Linked DNA regions of Anas platyrhynchos: region 2 is linked to region 1. The links are chromatin contacts, called in public Hi-C maps. All regions are on one chromosome and are shown on one strand. Each heading gives the region's core, a stretch centred on a gene start, on an enhancer-like site or on the middle of the called end of the contact. The rest is flanking DNA. Distances are from core to core; before and after follow the strand shown. Region 1 overlaps COL15A1 (collagen type XV alpha 1 chain). Region 2 has its middle 41 kb from the start of SLC9A3.

Region 1 (3,144 bases), core at 377-2,876:
AAAACAGACCTCAGTTTTTATGTCCTTTTTCTCAAATTTATTTCCTTAGTTTCACTGTGTATATAAGAAAAGTCAAAACCCATCATCAGTCAAAATTCAGTTTTGAAATGAATTTCTGCTCCAGCAAGCACACAGAAGTAAATGTGTAAAAATAAATAAATAAAAAATTAAAAAGAGTAAAAAATCTCTGTCAACATGCCCAGAAAGAAAATTCCTGGCAATGTAGTAGTAATGACAAGAGCGAATTACCTACACACAATTCTAACTAAAACTTTGCAAAGGTATCCTTCCTTCCTTCCTTCCTTCCTTCCTTCCTTCCTTCCTTCCTTCCTTCCTTCCTTCCTTCCTTCCTTCCTTCCTTCCTTCCTTCCTTCCTTCCTTCCTTCCTTCCTTCCTTCCTTCCTTCCTTCCTTCCTTTTTCTCTCTTGTCTTGCCTTACCTTGCCTTGCCTTGCCTTGCCTCACCTTTAATACCAACTTAAAGGTTGCTATTAAAAGCTGTTTGGACTAGAGTCTAGATCTATACTAAGACTAGTAATTGTAAACCTGAAACATTCTGACACCTGGAGAAGAATATTTGTATTTCTTTTTGTATAATAGAGCTTGTATAAAACATGGTCCCTGTTTCCAACTAATGCTAATACACTGCATTTTCACAGAACCCAACTTCTAAGGTGGTTAAAGTATATTAGCATACAGGGTTTAGGAAACCTACAACAGAGTCAATGACAACAGGATTACAGATAAGGAGGCTGTTTTTCTGTGTCCTTTCACCCTCAATTTCAGTATATCAGAAGCAGAGTTCAAAAAGCAGGGCTGTTAGGCCTTACACAGACAGAATTCTATCTTATCCCTGGTTTAAAACATACAATTCCAAAGGCTCACATTCGGAAAAAAAAAAAAAAAAAAAAAAAAAAAAAAAAAAAAAAAGAGGGAAAAGTCCAGGTTTGAGTAACTTGACAATTTCTTTAGAAACATAGAAATTCAGCACCGAAACTGGTTTTCTACTGTCTCTGCACTCAGAACAATGCAAAGTTGCCATTTTATCCAGCCTTTTTCAAATATAGGATGTGTGTATGAGAGAGAAAATATGAGCTGGCATTCTGGGACATCCACCATCTTAAAGGTAACTGGACAAAACTAAACTGTAAAAGGATTACAGAATGTGCATTGAATATTGCAGCTGTCCAAAAGTATGCATCTGTGGCAAGCTTGGTCACTGATTTTATGGAATGAAAATTGTGTGTGATGTAAATATGTAAATTACATAAACTGATATGCTGTTACCATTGCCAGCTTGAGGTACACTCTTTAATTATTGCAAAGGAGCAGAAATTTTATATTTCACCACTAGGCAGCGATACAGCACTTCATAAATCAGATTAGAGCTTTAGTTTAGGAAAGGAGAGCTTTACTTATGAATAACCAATGCCAGTGTCTGCTGTATGTACTTTTTCACAACATCAAAGCTAGTTTATACTTAATTTCCATTATGTTCAAAATGGATGTGAATTATTACCCTGTTGTTTTTGTTTCGCAGTAACCTTGGAAATCAGACAAAATATAATTAACTAAGTCTGCTGTGTATTTTCATGGGTAAAAATGGCATTGCTTTTCTCATTTTCTCTTTCTATTTTTATCTCCTGAATTTTAAGGGAGCAAATCATTGCAAGGCCATGACCAATGCCTTCATTACCAAAATGTAATATTTTTCTAAGATAATGAGGACAATTCTCTTTTAAGGTACAGGGAGAGACATCTGACGCTTTTGCAGACTTAGTTGTATGTGTCAGCAGAGACTCTCTGCACAAATGAGGAAAAACAGACACCTATTTAAAGATACTGAACGTAGTCTGGCACACTGGCCTGGATCTAAATTCTCAACCCATATAAAGGGATTTAATGGGAAGCCAGGACAGAGAACACTTACTTAGAATCTCCTATTGTTCCTGCTCTTCTTTGCTAGCTCCCTATTGCACTACAAAATTCTGTCCTTGGATCCATGGTGTGAGCAGGACCATATGAGCACTGTATGAAAATTATAAAACTTCACCCAGAAATGGTACTTCCATTCTCATACCTACCACACTACACCTCTCAGCTCAGTCAAAGCCAACACTCAAGGGCAAATATTACCCCAAATGTATGGAAAAACTGCCTGCAGGCAGTCTCTGAATGGGAGGTAAGAGAAACAAATAGCTGACATATTTGTATTTTCTACATTCTGATACAATCTCTGTGTGATGGAGGCTGATACATGCATAGTAAATCATCTCAGGTTTAGGTGAAACTTGAGAATGGAAAATCTGCTTAATCCCAGGTCAGGGTAGATCAGAACATCATAACAGAAAAATAAAAATATTGCACAACATTTTGTTATTATTGTTATTGTTATTTAAATCAAGGGCTATGGACCCAGTCACGTAATGAAAACAGTATTTTTTACGCATCATCAACAGTTAGATTTTACTTTGAGACCTGGTGGACTGTATTCCTCTCTCAGATGACTAAACTATCCATTCTTTCATGTTAAGCAACAGAAAGCAATGCTTTGTTACTAAAGTCTTTTCAAAGCCTAAGTAGGGAGCTTTAATTTTTTATTTCCTGTAATCTAGGAGCATCTCTTCCATAAACGTTCTTCAGTTATGTGCCTGGTATTTATTACTGATTTTTATTCTTTTATGTAGTCATCCTTTCATCATTTTTTCTTTGTACTTCTCATATATTCTCCACGCCATGGGATTAAATACTTAATATATTAGATATTAAAAAGGCTGGGATTCAGAAAAATGGAAAATTAATTGTGAGGTAGAAGTTATGGGAACAGTAAAATCTAAAATTATGTTTTATTTTGGACATTAATATTTCTTACAGCTAAATCATTTCATAACTTAAGTACACTTAAAAATGTAGAGCAACAACAACAAAAATTCAGCCAGTGTAATCCTATTTCTTCCATCTTCCTTTTCCCAGGAATTTCATTTCCCAAGAGCTACCTTACACTACATTTATTTCCTGGTGTAAATCACATATACTTTTATTATGGGTACACTTTCATATTTCTCCAGGGTATGCATTGAGTGGGTTAAACAAAGTATCTTAAAAATGTAATTTTTGTTATAAAAAATTCTGGGTTAAAATCCTG
Region 2 (3,144 bases), core at 181-2,680, 160 kb after region 1:
ACTTTTCTGATCACTTACACTTTTCTGATCAGGTTTTACCAGGAGCTTGGTTTTATTTGAGAAAAAATCAACAGTGTCCTTCTGTGGCACTGACTGAATATCAGCTGAAAGGAAAGAGCACCATCTGCTGTGTAAGCATCACTCCTTCTGACAGCATTTAGGGCTATCTGGAAGTTTCTCCACAAAGGTCCAGTCCTGCCTACCCAATCTCTATTCATAACCCTAATGATGTTATTTTTGGAAGGTGAGCTTGCCTGCCTTTCTGCCTACCCATTGCACTGCAGCCTCCCCTTGGGGGAAAAGGCACTGTGTTATGGGAATGCCCATGCAGATCCTGCTCTGTTATCCCTCATTTTCCTGCATCACCTGCCTTCTCCATCCTTGCTGCAAGGAGCCCAAGGCATCACATGCCCTGGGGCCACAGCCAGAGGTTTCCAGCCTTTCAGCTGGGCACTGAAGTCGTCTCTCCTGTCTGGAGTGGAGGAATATGCAAGTGTGTGCTAATCAAGTGGTGGAAGGATTTTCTGTGCCTTTGATTTTTGTATCCCCTGAGTTCAATAAATTTCTCTTAAAGAACAAAAATCTGGCTGCGGGCTTGTTAAAGCTTCAATCATTCCTAAGTGCCTGTGTCAACTGAGCAGCAATTGGATTCAGCACAGCTTGAGGCCTATTTCAGCAGGACAAAAATCCCTATAATCTCTTAAATACAAACATGTCCTGCACCCAAGGAGACGTCCTTTCCTTGGACCATCTTCAGCTGCACATTTTCTGTCCTGAGGTGTTTGGCCTGACTCGTCTTTGATTCCCCTTGATCTCAGTGGGCTGCACTTTCCCTCTTTAGTTTCCCTGTGGCCTTCTTTGTCTTCACAGGTATTTTATCAGTTTTCTTTTCCCAGGAGCACAACCTTGAAGACCAGTTCTTTAGGGCCTTCAGTGACTACTAAACCTCTGGATTTTCATGGCTGTTTAAGCAGCAATACTCCTTGAGTTCCAGGACTCTGGGAAAGCTGGGCTTACCATTCACCTTCAGAGACCCGAAAGCCTGAAAGTAAATATATCCACCTGCACTCACTTATTGAACATTGCTGTTCACTTAACCATCACAGAAGATGCAGAACTCCAAAGAAAGACAGGAATAAAAATAGCATTCTTGATACTTTTTAAAAAGTCAGAAAATGATACAGCACAAGCATCAACCCCATGTAATTGTTCTTTCCAAAGCCAGAAATTTAGGTCACTACAGTAGTTGTCATTGATATCAGCAGGGATGAGTCAGGGAGAAAAAAACTATTAATTTTGGAAGGAGACAAGGTATAAAAAGATGATAACACCACAAGATGCTTCCCATGTTATACAAAACTCACCCAAGACCCTGCCTGTCCCCACAGCACCCAGCGCAGCCCAGCAGGTCAGAGGGCTGTGCACAGGGCTGCCAGCTCTCACTTGGCAGGGATCAGTCAGGGAGGCAAGCCCAGGTCAGGGCTGCACACAGGTAGGGCTGCTGTGAGGAGAGGACAAAGCAAGAAGTGACTGGAGTGCAGCAGAGCTGCAATGTTTTCACAGGGATTTTTCAGCCTCCTGTGTCAGAGGCATTTAATAGCACAGAAACTATGGCATCCAAGACCGGTGATCGGTGGCAACGCAGGCTGGGGGCCAACGACTGGATTCCCTTGAGCACATCCTTTCCTCTCCCAAGGAGGAACGCAGTTCATGACAACTTACAATTAATTGAAGATGTTTAGAGTCATTTAAAAGCATCTACACAGTCAACAAGTGTCTCTGGAAGCAGAAGGGTGCGGGAAGGTGGGTGGTGTTCCCACAGGGCTACTCAGCACTGCTGGTGCAGAACCGTGTGGGGACCTGCAATTCTCTCAGCTTAATTTCACTCATGCAACTGCTTTACAAATCTTCCTGGGTGCAAGTAATTTTACCATACTATTTTCTGCTGCACATTCATTTCTTTTGCTTTTCCTAGGCCATGTGTCACTGTCACTTGTCTCCTGATTGCCTGGCAATATGCTCAGGGACTAAAGCAAGCTCAGGGACTGAAGCTTCTGACCATGAGACAGCTGAAGGGATTCAGGAATTGGACCTGAGGGTCTGGGTCCTCACTTACACATGTCCAAGAAGGTATCACATGAGGCAACAAGTGCCCCATTTTGTCAACTGCGATATCCAGATAGAAAATAAACAAACAAAACACTTGTAGTAAGATAATTGCAGGTAGACCCTACAATTGCAGAACTCTTCAATGTAAATTGGAATATTCTAGACTCAGGTCTCTGACTAAATATTTGCTTTTTCAAGGACATCAGGACCAACCAGGCCCAGATGGGCCAAATATGATCCCACTAAGGTATTTATCACCAACACAATGTAATTTTTTAAGTAAAACTTTTTTTTTTATACCTTACACACCAGCTTCCATTAAGAGGTCTCACTCTAGGAACCTTCCGGGGTTTCCTTCCTTTCTCTCTCTTCTGTACACATCTGTGATGGTTTCCAGACATCCTTCCCATCTCACACATACACACCCTTCCACGAGTTAACCACATCCAAAACCCTACTCATCCCATAGCCATCAGCACCCCATGGGCAAGACCCAGCTCCTCCCTTTTGCTGGAGTGGCACTTCACCCAGCCTGTCCTCAGGCATGGATGGCTGAAGGTATCTTCCTCCCTCCGTGTTCTTCCTCGTTCAATTCCTTCCCTGTAACCTCGGGTTTGTTGCCTGACTACCCCCTCCTGCAGGCAGCTCTTTTACCCTTACTTAGCTCTCATCCTGTGTGAAGTTTCTAATTGCCCAGAGGATGTTCAGTGGGCTACTTCTTCCCTCAGTAACAAAGATACCTAGCTAACAGCAGGCCTTGGGATGTTTCCTCTTTACTCATACTTGCATATTTTGTCACTAGTTTTTGCATCATATTAAGCAGAATTCACACCCCTCTGCCCAATCTATCAAAATACACAAACCACGTAACATCCAATTGTTCTTTCTAGGAATTCAATTAGAAGCAAAATTGTGTTCACTTCATTGTTTGTCTGTTTGTTTTGTTTTGACCTGATCTGAGTAAGAGTGACCAACCAGTTCTGGCAATTTTTAAGTCTCAGAACTTTTCATCCACTTCTATAACTAAGAATTTTA

Evidence for each region. A called contact is a pair of places that touch in the nucleus more often than the background predicts.
Region 2: a contact with region 1 is called in a Hi-C map of liver, with 3 times the contacts expected there. The contact joins two enhancer-like sites. A contact is called at or near these places in 3 of 8 Hi-C or Micro-C datasets (F5 follicle, liver and skeletal muscle).

Annotation. Positions count from the first base shown.
Region 1 is chr2:112,797,180-112,800,323 of IASCAAS_PekinDuck_T2T, forward strand. All of the region lies in intron 2 of COL15A1 (collagen type XV alpha 1 chain), which reads right to left. Among named protein-coding and RNA genes, the nearest start is that of COL15A1, 31 kb to the right of the region's middle. Within about 2 kb of position 1,627, at least 1 of the 8 cell types and tissues checked has an H3K27ac peak or open chromatin away from gene starts, as enhancers often do.
Region 2 is chr2:112,960,416-112,963,559 of IASCAAS_PekinDuck_T2T, forward strand. No RefSeq gene overlaps it. Among named protein-coding and RNA genes, the nearest start is that of SLC9A3, 41 kb to the left of the region's middle. Within about 2 kb of position 1,431, at least 2 of the 8 cell types and tissues checked have an H3K27ac peak or open chromatin away from gene starts, as enhancers often do.